Linked DNA regions of Rattus norvegicus: region 1 is linked to region 2. The links are chromatin contacts, called in public Hi-C maps. All regions are on one chromosome and are shown on one strand. The core of a region is the stretch at or near the end of the contact, and the rest is flanking DNA. Distances in the headings are between cores, read along the strand shown. Region 1 has its middle 910 kb from the start of Mctp2. Region 2 has its middle 760 kb from the start of Arrdc4.

The links. Hi-C and Micro-C count contacts between places; a contact is called where the count stands out from the background.
Region 1: a contact with region 2 is called in a Hi-C map of the A7r5 cell line, with 6 times the contacts expected there. The contact joins two enhancer-like sites. A contact is called at or near these places in 7 of 12 Hi-C or Micro-C datasets (the A7r5 cell line, frontal cortex, hepatocytes and 4 more).

What each region holds. Positions count from the first base shown.
Region 1 is chr1:134,503,969-134,510,118 of GRCr8, forward strand. No RefSeq gene overlaps it. Among named protein-coding and RNA genes, the nearest start is that of Mctp2, 910 kb to the right of the region's middle. Within about 2 kb of position 3,128, at least 6 of the 93 cell types and tissues checked have an H3K27ac peak or open chromatin away from gene starts, as enhancers often do. A contact at or near this core is called in the A7r5 cell line, where this site is marked.
Region 2 is chr1:132,553,664-132,559,688 of GRCr8, forward strand. No RefSeq gene overlaps it. Among named protein-coding and RNA genes, the nearest start is that of Arrdc4, 760 kb to the left of the region's middle. Within about 2 kb of position 2,923, at least 2 of the 93 cell types and tissues checked have an H3K27ac peak or open chromatin away from gene starts, as enhancers often do. A contact at or near this core is called in the A7r5 cell line, where this site is marked.

The sequences.
Region 1 (6,150 bases), core at 1,878-4,377, 2.0 Mb after region 2:
ATATTTTCCAGTCGTGCTCCATTTCATCTTTGGTTGTATGTACTGAGCATTAATGCACCTGAACACAATGAAGTGTGATTGTCCTCCTGATAGGACAAGCATGCTAATGCTCAAGAATTGAGAAAACTGTGGCTTTGCTTCTAAGCCAAGGGCAGGAGATAAAAGAGTAGGAACCAGTTTAAAAAGCACTTCTAAAAATTGGAGGCATTGGCCAACCAAATGCTAGAAAGAGTACTTTTTAAACAGTGTATGGTCACTCAGCACTGACTCCCCAAAACGTAGATTAACCCACCAACGAAGACTGTCCCATACAGATGGCTGTGAACACTGTTAAGAGAAACATTGAGGGGATATCTCTATGTGAACTCCATATTTGGAAAATCAGCTATTTGGTGATCTAAAAAGCTTCATCTCAACTTTGTTTCTCACAAGTGCCCAAGCCAGAAAGCAAAATCACCACAAAGGAGCTTCCAGTTTCCAGCTTATGTTTCCCATCTTTAGAGCTTTGAAAAACTGAATTTATCTATATGTGATTAACCCATTACTGTGCCCAGTCCAAGTTGTCTGAAGAGGACCCTATGGGCCATTACCTCATTGTTTATTGTGGTAAATTATGAACATATGGATTAACCTTGAACAGTTCTTACCTGTTAGTCACTGTCACTTTGTTCTTTCCCCTGTTGTGAGTGTTGACGGAGTTTCTAAGTGTCCAGTTGGTAAAGCAGTTTGTAATATAGAACAGTTGATATGCTCCTATTTGCAGATGTTTTTCCTTCTTTTTAAAAGGTATTTTTTAGTAACTAATGAATTTGCTTTATATTCAGATCTCAGTTTCCCCTCCCTTCTCTCCTCTCAGTTCCTCCCCTTTATCTCCTTTCCTTTCTCCTCAGAAACGGGGAGGTCTCCCATGGATATCAACCTACCTTGGCCTATCAAGTTGAAGTAAGTCTAGGACATTTTCTCCTTTTGAGGCTAGACCAGGCAGCCCAAACAGGAGAAAGGGGTCCAAAGGTAGGCAACAGAGCAGAGACAGACCCTGCTCCTGCTATTAGGGGTCCCACATGAAGACCCAGCTTCACAACTGTTATATATAGCGGAAGGCCCAAGTCTAATCCATGTATGCTTTCTGTTGCCCGTTCAGACTCTGTGAGCACCTATGGGCCCAGGTTAACTTATTCTATAGGTTTTCTTGTGGTGTCCTGACTCTTCTCGCTCCTTCAACCCTTCCTCCCCCTTTTGCACAGGGTTCTCCAAGCTCTGTCTAAATTTTGGTCGTGGGTCTCTGCATCTGCTTCCATCAGTTGCTGGGTAAAGCCTCTCAGGTGACAGACTAGGCTCCTGTCTGCAAGCATAGCATAATATTATTAATATTATTAATCAGGGCAGGAATGGGTTCTCTCTCATGGCATGGGTCTCTAGCTGGCCACTCCCTCAGTTTCTGCTCCATATTATTTAAACTGGCACATCTTGTAGGCAGTACAAATTATAGGTTGAAGGTTTCGTTGCTGGTCTGGTGTCCCAATCCCCCAATGAAAATTTTGCTTAGTTTCAGGTTCTGTACCCACGGTTGCTATGAGTCTTAGCCAGCTTAACTTTCAAAGATTCCTGGGAGTTTCCATTGTCCCAGGTTACTAACTCAACCTGGAAATCCACAACCTCCCCCATTGTAGTAGTCTCTCTCAGTACTCTTTCCCTCTTTCTTCCCTCACTTGCTCCCTCCTATTCCCATCCTCACCTGCTCTCCTACTCAGTCCCCTCCCTTCATCTAGACCCAATGTCTATTTTATTTTCCCTTCTCAGTAAGATTCAGGCTTTCCTTCTTGAACCCTCCTTGTTACTTAGTTTCTTTGGGTCTGTCAATTGTAGCATGTTTATACTGTACTTTATGAGTCATATCCACTTATAAGTGAGTATATGCCATGTTTGTCTTTCTGTGTCTGATTTTTCTCACTAGGGAAGATCTTTTCTAGTTCCATCCATTTCTCAGCAAACTTCATGCTCTCATTATTTTTAATAGCTGAGTAATATTCCATTGTATACATATACCACATTTTCTTTATGCATTCTTCTGCTAAGGGATATCTAGGTTGTTTTTAATTTCTGGCTATTACATATAGAACTTACAGATACATTTCTAAGCCTTCTCAGTTTTCAGAAGACAGTGGAAAAGTAACAAGAAGAATAACAATTATAAACACTCTGTATCCCAATAATCATTATACTTTAATTCACAAAGTCTGGCTTTGTCATTACATGATAAAAATATTGTGCATGCAATTGAGGTAGTTTTTATACAATCCATTTGGTCACAATTACATATCTAAGAATAGTTAGTCATTCTATAGAGTGGAGAGATATTGAGGTCCTGAAAGTGAGAACTACAACTATTCCATTAGCCTAAACTGTGGGAAAGAAAGAAAAATCAGGGGAGAATTGGGAGTTATGAGATACTTCAAATGGAAAAACACAATAGACATGAGGTACTCACTAAGTTCACAACATCAGCAAAAATATTATTCCTGCAATTATTTTACAGAAGGAAACCCTCAGATTCACTCAGAAAGCAACATAGCCAGAAGGGCATATCTGGCTTGAGAAAAAATGATCATTCTAACTTTTCTCCAGTCAATGCAAATGATTGATGTTTGGACAATGATGGTTGGGGTACCAGCTGGTTTGGGATTGGAGCGCATAGCATTTGTAAATTGGATCATAAACAAAGGCAGCTTGTGCTGTAAGTGGACAGCTGATGAAGACAAGAACATAGTAGAAATCACAGTACTTAGGGTTCAATTTTTGTCTAGAGACACAGAAGAGGTCTATCTGTGTCTATATGGTAGCTAAAGCGAAGAGAATTTTATAAAAGTCAATAGAGATAACAGCTTCTTATACAAAAGAACAGTCTTCAAATGTGTTAGAAAGGCAAAAGAAGAGGGTTATCAACACCATAAAAAGTTTTATTCGTTTCTTTACTATTTTAGTAGTGGGGATTAAAATACAATTTTTGCCTAGGCACTATTCCAAAATAAACTGCATAACTAAAACGTTTTGTAGAGTATTAATGGGTGTGACTCAGCAGGCATGGAGAGAAGGTCTATGTTTAGTTATAGACTAAGCTAATACTTAGCTAAAACTAAGAAGCCCAGGTTTGTTACCATTTTTTATTGGGTTAAAAACGGAGAAGGACTCAGCGTGACACAGATCTTAAATGGATGTGACTGTGGAATTCAGATTTCTTGGGACGTCTTATGAAAGTAAAATTGCTAGGGAGCACAGCACTGATAAAGATGGAGTAATAGTGAAATGTGAAAGATGTCAGAGCAACTTTATGGGTCAAAGAGAGCCTTAGATCAAATTAAGGCAGGTTAACCAAAGATCAAATTAAGGCAGGTTAACCAAAGATCAAATTAAGCCAGGTTAACCAAAGATCAAATTAAGCCAGGTTAACCAAAGATCAAATTAAGGGAGGTTTTTAAGGATAAGAGGCAGGGCTTTCAGTTAAAAATAACTAAATGAGGATTAACAGGATTGAGGGCCAGTACAGTCAGACACTGAAAAAAAATAGTTTTGTGTTGTAAATTAAGACTTTGCAATCCCAATAAATCAGAGGTCTCTTTCTGATACCAAGGGAATCTGCTCAGGTACAGGGGTAGAGAAAGACTCAGTGCTGTGGGATTGTAGACCAGAAACAACTGATTGTGCTGTTACTAGAAGTGGGAGCTATGCTACCTTCAATCCAGGATGATCAGTGAGCTAATCTGTCCGGTGAAGAAACATGTTAAGTCTTCAACTCAGAATTTGAAAAACCCGGACGCCAGAATGCCACCACTCCCCTAAAGAGAGGCTTGTGGCAACTGGAAACAGACCAGAAAATTGTAAATTGTAGACAGGAGGTCATGGTAAGTGTTAATGTGTCTAGAGAGATGCCAGGAGTAAGAAAGAATTGTGGCTTGACCAAAGGCTCCCAGAGAGACTGGGGAGGAGAAGCTCAAAAGCACATCCGGTCATTTGATTACTCATGTGTTGAGCAAAGTTTATGACCGAGGAGTCTGAAGATATATGACCTGCTGGTGGCAAGAGCTGTACCAGGCACTAGAGATACAAAACTCATTAAGGAAAGTCAAGCCCAGAAGTTCACATTTTAGTTGTGATCATGAGAATGAAAAGTCTAAATGTAGTGAAATAAATGATGTCTTCAAGATGTGCTCAAGCAGTCGATCTTTACCTTCTGCTGTCTGACTTTAGTGGGAACTCCCACCATATCTATGTCTCATGGTTCAAACTTCTTCAGTCTTGTTTCTTTTAGCACACTTTTCTGACAATACCAACTTGGAATCCTTTCATTCTTTACAATCAGGCTTGAAGAGGTAGAATGATATCTGATACCTACTCCACTTAGAAACTGATTTCTCATTAGCAAACTTTTTATAACAATATATGTTAAATTTTTGAGCTGACATTATACTACAGAGCTGGTTTTATAAGCAATGAGGGTAGTATTAATATAGCCTCCATTCTCCATCCAAGGCCAAAGTGTCTGAGGGGGCTAAATATTTCAAGAAAAGTCCTATTAATAAACAAGGGCTCATAGAAAGCTAAGTATATAGATTCCACATAGTGGCCTCATTGCTCTGTCTCAGGCTATGGCAGGGACTTCAAGTGCTTGGACCACTCATTGAGTGCTCAGGAAACAAACATACTTTTGTACTTTGAATTAACTGATGGTACATGCATTGCCCATTGTAGACTTAGGCAGCTACTTGGATATCTAGCATAGAGTATAATAAAGAATAAAAGTAGGAAGTATAAAAATCATGGCAGATATGTCCAGTTTTTCTGAATTTCCTCAGGAATCCCCATTGTCATACTAATGTGGTGCTATTGGGAAAAAGAGAAAGCTTCAACGTCAATCAGAGGCAGCAGAGATAAGAACTATAGGAAGTAAAATCATTCTTCATGGTAACCAAACAATGGCTTAGGAAAAGGCAGCCGGATAGAAGGAACAGGATGTGGGCAAAGGAAGTCCTGCTTCCTTCTGTGTTTTTGAAGTATATAATTCTCAACTTAGTGGGGTGTGGGGTAGAGTTCCTGGCCTCACTTGTCACACGGAACTGGCTGCTTTTCAGGTTTAAAGCATCTATAATGCCTAGATAAGTCCTGGAAGTCCAAGAAAAGAGAAAGCGAAGTAAAGCCTGCCTATTTCCTGACTGCCTCTTGAAGAGAAAGGAAAGATGAAAAGGGTAGCAACCACTGTCTCTTCCTATTGGTAAAGCACTGTGTGCTCAATCCAGAAGCTCTGAAGTCAAGCCAGATGCTCCCGTCGACTCAAATCTTGGTAACATGCACCCATCCATTTATCCATCCATTTATCCGTCCACCTAACCACTGACCCACCCACCCATCCATCCACCCAGGCATTCATTTAATTTAAATCCAATGGTAATGTCCACAAAGTAGATCTACTCTTGCTTCCTGCAGGGTCAGAGCATCTCAGTTTTCATGCAAAGGGTTACCAGTCCTAGGGCAAATCTCTGAGATTCAGATTAAACTTATAAGTATCCAATGAAGTCCAATGACCATTTTCGTAGACTTTTAAGTTGGTTGTGTATATAAAATTAGGTTCATTAGGCACTTGGGCATTAGAACACTTAAAAGAATCCATTGACAAGAGAACTGACTGACCTTCAGTGCTGGGGCCTGGTGAATAACTGGAAGAGATCACATGACTAATGCATTGCCAATAAATCATCCTCCAGTGACAGGTAAAAGGCATCTGATGTTCAGATCTTATCTCTGGGAACACCATATATTTATGAGTGTTTATTTCATTAGGCCATTACCAGGGACAGAAAAAAAGGGCACATTTTATGGGTTTAAAAATTCCCACAAGAGTCACAAACTGAGAAATTAGACATGGAAAAACCATGATCTGTTCCTTTGGAGAGAACTGGTTCCTTTGGACTTAGGTTTTCTGACCCATTCCATCCCCCTTCAATGGAATTTTATCCAATGTAGTCTGTCTCAAGTCTAGGGAGATTTCCCTCTTCCTTCGAGGTGTTTCCAAGATAAAATATTTTTCTAATATGTAGTCTAGTCTAAATTGTTGTCTCATGAATTCATAAAAAAATAACATTTGATCTAAACATGCCT
Region 2 (6,025 bases), core at 1,673-4,172:
GTCCTCGTGGTGATCAGAGCACTGGTGACTCACCTTCCTTAGATAATTTGCCTGAGAACTTTCCCCAGCTCCATTTTCTCAGCCAAGTTTGTGGTTTCTGATCCTCCATCGTCTCGACCCTACACTATCAGAGAGTATTTGGAGAGATGATTGATCACTGCATTTAAACTAGCACTTTTGCCAATAAATAATTGTTTCTTGATTAATAACTAGGATTTAGTTCATACTTTCTATTTTCTTCATATAGAGCCAGGGAACCTCATAATCTGCCAAGATCCCCAAATTAACCTGAAAAGTGCTTACAAATTCTCAGTTCAGTTATGACCCTTTCTGATGTCGGCCACTAGGAGGCACTGCAGCCTGCTTTATGAGGAACCTGGGCTCTGGTGAAGTGAGTGTTACACACAGCCATGGCTCCAGTGTCATTCCCTATTTAATGGCTGTCAGTGAGGGGGAAAGACAACGTGGCGGGTAATTAAAACCAAATTGCAGGCAGGAGATGACTGCACAAGAATGATATTGTCATTAATACTGATTTAACATGCACCTGGGTAAGGTGAGGGAGCGCGGCAAGGGAATTCACACTGAAGCCAGGGTTGCCTGATTTAAAGATGTAGTATTTCCAGCTGAAGCATGTTTAAAAACTGAATAAAACCATCATATTATGACAGTAGAAATAAAACAGAAACAAATGTTCTACATATGTCTGAGGAAAGGGAGGGGGAAAAAAAAACCTCCATTTCTTCCAGCTTCGTGGACCAAGTGTGTTTCTTGTCATCTGAAGTTCAAAAGTAATTTTGCTCACCAGTTTTCTATCATCATTGGCTCGGCCTGTGTGGGTTTTGTATCTATCCGTGGAGTTTTGTTTGTACTGTGGAAAAAGGACATTGAAGCAAACATTGCCGGGCCGAACACACACAGAACGACAAATATGTTACGAGAAAGGTATTCAATCATATGGACATTTTAGGGGATTTACATGGCGTGTTCATGTATTTTCCACTCACAATGAAAACCCTACTGCCATTAAGGTTTATAATGGAATCATAAATAAGTAAATAAATAAATAAATAAATAAATAAATAAATAAATAAATAAATTCAATCTTGCTTATAGTACAATGTTTTCTGAGTTAAAATTTCAAACACAGAGCAGGCTTATTTACAACCCGATGTCCTTAAAATTATTTATTTTTGGAGTTTAAAAAGATACCTACAAATCATAGAAAACAGTCACTAATCAGTCTCAATTAAGCATTCTGCTTAATTTAAGACAAGTGAGCGATCGGCAGTCCTAGGAAGTATGCTCCTGACCGATATATTTCCGTGCTGAGAGGTTCAGTCGAAAACGTACAACTGTCCCTTCGGCAGAAGAAAAGGCCCACTTGTTCAGACCATGCACAAATTAAAACATCTTATTTAGAGGGTTATGAGGCATTTCAGGGAGAAAATGCACCAAAGTTAAACTTGTTTATGGAAGGGGATAAACGGTTGTAGTTTAAGCCTGTGCCTGGAAGGTCTGTGCTGACTGATAAATCTCCTTCCGGTTTCACCTTAAGTGAAACGTGTGCATTATAGAAGTGGTTATCCTTCTGCCTGGCGCCAAAAGAGATGAATCATTAGGGATGTCACAGAGATTTATAATCACACCATAAAGAAAGTAAATTCAAAGTGCATTCCTTTGGCAATAAAGAACATATTAGAGAGAGAGAGAGAGCTCACTGGACAAGGTCAGATAGGGAAAATGATCAAATGGTGTGGCTGCTGGATCTAGACAATAAGACTTGTTTTAATATCCTAATCATGATTTTTTTCCCACAGTGCTTTGCTATTAACACTTTTAATGGGTTTCACATTGGCAGACCTTTTCTTTCTATATTTATTTGTTGGTTTGCTGTTTCATTCCTCCGTTCTGAGCCATGATAATTAGACTGCAGAGCCGGTAACCGTGCAAAGAGCAAAAAAACCTCATAATATGGCAAAAATTAAAAAAAATAAGTAAATAAAAAAAAACCAAGGTAAGTGGGAACTGTCATCCTTTTAAAGAACTGTTCTACTATTGCAAGATTAGTTCTGCTGTTGGTGGCTGGTTTTTAAGAGGATAAAGTTAAAGATGCAGCCAAAAAGAACTTTATTTCACTTGCCCTTTCGAAAATGTCAAAGAAATTCTCCAATAAGGAGACTTTCTGAATCTGGGACTCTTGCTGGCTGGTGACCCAGCTCAGACCAGGCGCTCTCTGACACCCCACCTCCAGGCAGGAGAAGCTGCCCTTTGGATGCCAGATGGAAATTCGTTTTCAAAATCTGTCCACACATCTGAACTGCAAACCTGTGCAACGCCTATCTCCACGCGAGTCTGAATTATCTGGGACCCGTGGCTTTTATGAGAGGAGGGGAAAGGCCCGCATGGTCTCCGAGGAGAAATTCGGAGACAAGGAGTATCCTTCCATTTCAGCCAGTATGAGAGAGCAGAGCATCTGAAAAGCCCTGTTGTTAAGGAGACTTGCTGACATGAGTACGAGGGAGAATTATTTGAAGGGAAGGGGATGCTTTGTGATAATGAATACTGACTTAGGAACGGCTCTGGCCGGCAGGTCCTCATGTTCTACGTGGTCGGCGCCAGGGCACATGTGTTGGGGACATGCACAGTAACTACGGCTTGCCTTCCGATTTTCACCCCATTTACTTTGCGATGGGACCTGGCATTCACCGTCTTCTGATTGGTTTTCCCAGGTTGCCGGTGTAACAAATATAATTTTTCAGCAAGATGGCTGCTGCCACAAGCGGGCTCAGAAATGTCCATTTTAATTAAACATTTTACTTTCAATTACGTTTCACAGTTTGCACATGGTGACACGGGCTTTCATCACATGGACTTGCAGGCAGCTATATTACTACTGTTTGCCTAGGCAGGGAAAGTTCTGTTAGGGGGAAATGACTCACATATGAAAAAAACAGATTTTCTTTAACTTGATCTGTGCAAGGCTAATTTTAAAAGGGAGGAGGAGGAGGAGGGGGAGAAGGAGGAGGAGGAAAAAGAAAAGAACGGCAGTCCCATGTTTAGACTTCTGACCAGACTCGTGTGCTCATTGTCAGGATTCCTCACAGTCCTAAAGCAAAAGTAGCCAGTCTGTGGTTATTCAGTGGGTCCCTAACAGTTGTCAGCAAGGAATTTGCCTTCAAAATCTGTGAACGCCAAAGTCAAAAATATAATTTTCACTAAAACCAGTCTCATAAATATACGTGTCCTCCCTGTAAACCGGACTTGACCCTTGTCACCCAGCTTATAGATTAAGGCCCAAATTCACATGGAGGAACGTTTTCTCACAAAATGATCCATAAACGCATATTTCAAGAACCCTTTTGAGATGTTTCCAGATTAGGAAAATATCTGGAGTGCAAAAAAGACCGGAAGCTCATTCGCGGCTTGCTCTGAAGCACAAACTCGAATAATTTTCCTTCCCAAGAAAGAAGGGAAGTTTCTGTGGGCTCATGGTATACAGCTTTTAATTCACAAAGAAACTTGGAGAAAGGTGTAGCCCAGAACATCAGGGTTTTTTGTTTTGTTTTGTTTCAAAAGGTATGTCCGAGAGGGTATCAGTGAAGGGGAATTGATTTATAAACAGCAATTAATGACATTTAAATTAAATATCTTGGGGAATCATTGACACCAAGCTGAAATTGCCTTATGCTAATGTTCTTCAGTCTGAGGTCCCTACAAGTAACTTCAATATCAACTTAATGGCTTAAGTAACAAGGGCAGGAAGTGTGCACAGGTGAGGGGAGGTTTAACCTGAGCCCCTCAGCTCCACTATTTACCACTGCCTTTGTTTGTTCTCAGTTATTCTGACATGATTACCACATGTACATATCCTCTTTCCCAGTTCCCCTCCCTCCTTCATCCCTCTCTTTCCCCTGCCCTCTGCTCTTTCCTTCATCATATATATATATATATATATATATATATATATATATATATGTATGTTTGCATTTAATTCTTAGAAGAACGCTTTAAGACAATATCTTCAAAGAATGTGGGTTTCTAAATTGACAGAATTACAGAATTTACCTGTGCCACCAGTGAATGGGGCTGATGTTAAGATCACACTTGGCCTTTGCCATGGAAAGGTTTTTAAACCTACATTCACAAACAACAACAGCAAATAATTGTTCTCTCTCTTTCTCTCTCCCTCCTCTCTCTCCTCTTCCTCCTCCTCCCTCCTCCTCCTCCTCCTCCCTCCCTCCCTCCCTCTTTGAACAGTAATTCTGGGGACAGGCATGTAAAACGATGCTTACTTTTTCCTAAATGAAAGGGCTGAAGTCCTTAGGTGAACTCTCACTCTGGGGCTGCCTGGGTACAGATAAAGTTTAGCCTGTCGGACTGAGCCAGGATTTCTTACACCTCCCACAGAGTTCTATGTGAAATGAAGAGATAGATAAAATCTCCCCTTTACAAAATGAAGGGTGCTTCTGCACTAATTCCAGCAGAAGGGGAGAGGCTTATAAATTCAGCCAAACATCAAGACTATCTAAGAAACAAACAAACAAACAAACAAACACACGAGGGCCACACAGTGAAAGCTGCTGATCCCCTAGGAAAACCATGGCAAACTCATGCTGCAACCATTTAGCTTTGTAGGCAGACACCTATAGGCGCATGCCCGTTTAGAAGGGGAAAACGCCTTTGGAAATGACTGCCCGGTTTTGGAATTTGCCTATCCATCAAAAGATAGACTTCTGGTAACTTAATAAACACATATTCTCCTTGTCATTCTCATTGTTAATGTCTTTGTTGCTGTCATTGTAGCCAACAGATAGGCTCTGGTAACAGAAATCTAGGATCTGAGCTATTTCCCATCCCTTATCCAGAGTGAACCAGGGCAGGTAAGTTGCTGCTCCGGGCTACCTTTTCTCTTCTATAATATTCTGATCACAGTATGTCTGTGGAGGTAAGTGAGGATTAAATAAGCGGATGCATATAAAGTACCACCGCACCTAGGCCGTGGCCAGCAGTTAACACTCAATAAAGGGCACCCAATTGTTATGCAGAAGTAGAGCGGCATTACAACTTCTAAGAGCAAGCAGGTACTGTAAGTCTGCTGATTTATGAGTCAACAGTTATGGAACCAGAGTACACACCGAGTCTGGAGTTTGGCATGCGAAAGCTTTCAACTGAAAATTTAGAATTAATTAAGTACTGCTCCTGAACTTGCCTTAGACTGCTAACGTTAGGGTCCAGGGTAAGGGTTGCAATCGATATCCAATTTACATCTATACAGCTTTGTAAAAGCGTGATAGGTAGCCCTTCCCCAAAATGTTTTCTACTTTGCCAGTTTTTGTGACCAGTGATGCTATAAATAATTGTAGCCATGCCATTGAGATGAGAATCCAGGAACTGAACGTCTACGTGATCTGGTTGGTTTATATTTAACTTTTTAAGAATTCCCCAAACATGTTTCAGCCATTGCCATAGCACTCTACATTTGTGTGAGAGAGGTCTGAGTGTTCTTGCAGTGGTAAGGACCTTTTCATGGGTTCTCGGACTTCCAGGCAAACGTTTATTGCTATGTTACTATTCGATTTTCTTTCACTGCTGAATTGAAAGAAACCTTTATGTGCTTCAAGTTATCAAAAGTCAGACATATACTTTTAAATCATTTGATGATAATGTACAGATATACGCTCCCTTTGTAGACTCTTCGTTGTCTTTTCGTCTTTTCTAAAGTAAAAAAAAAATCTGAATTTCAGTGCAGTCCAACTAAGAGTAGTTTATGTCTTAGCAACATGTATAATTCAACAAAAAAAATATTTTTCAACGCTTCTCTTACACCCCATTGTCCTTTTCGAGCTGGGTATTGTGAAGTAAATGTGAAATATATTGTCTGCATTCAGTGCGTAATTGTCTTAGCATCATCTATTCAAAAGGCAGTCCTTTTTTTTATTATTGAAATACCTTGGCATTTTGCTGAAAGGAATATCAATTGACCCTAGATGTAAACATTTGTTGAGAGAACCTCCCATCTGTT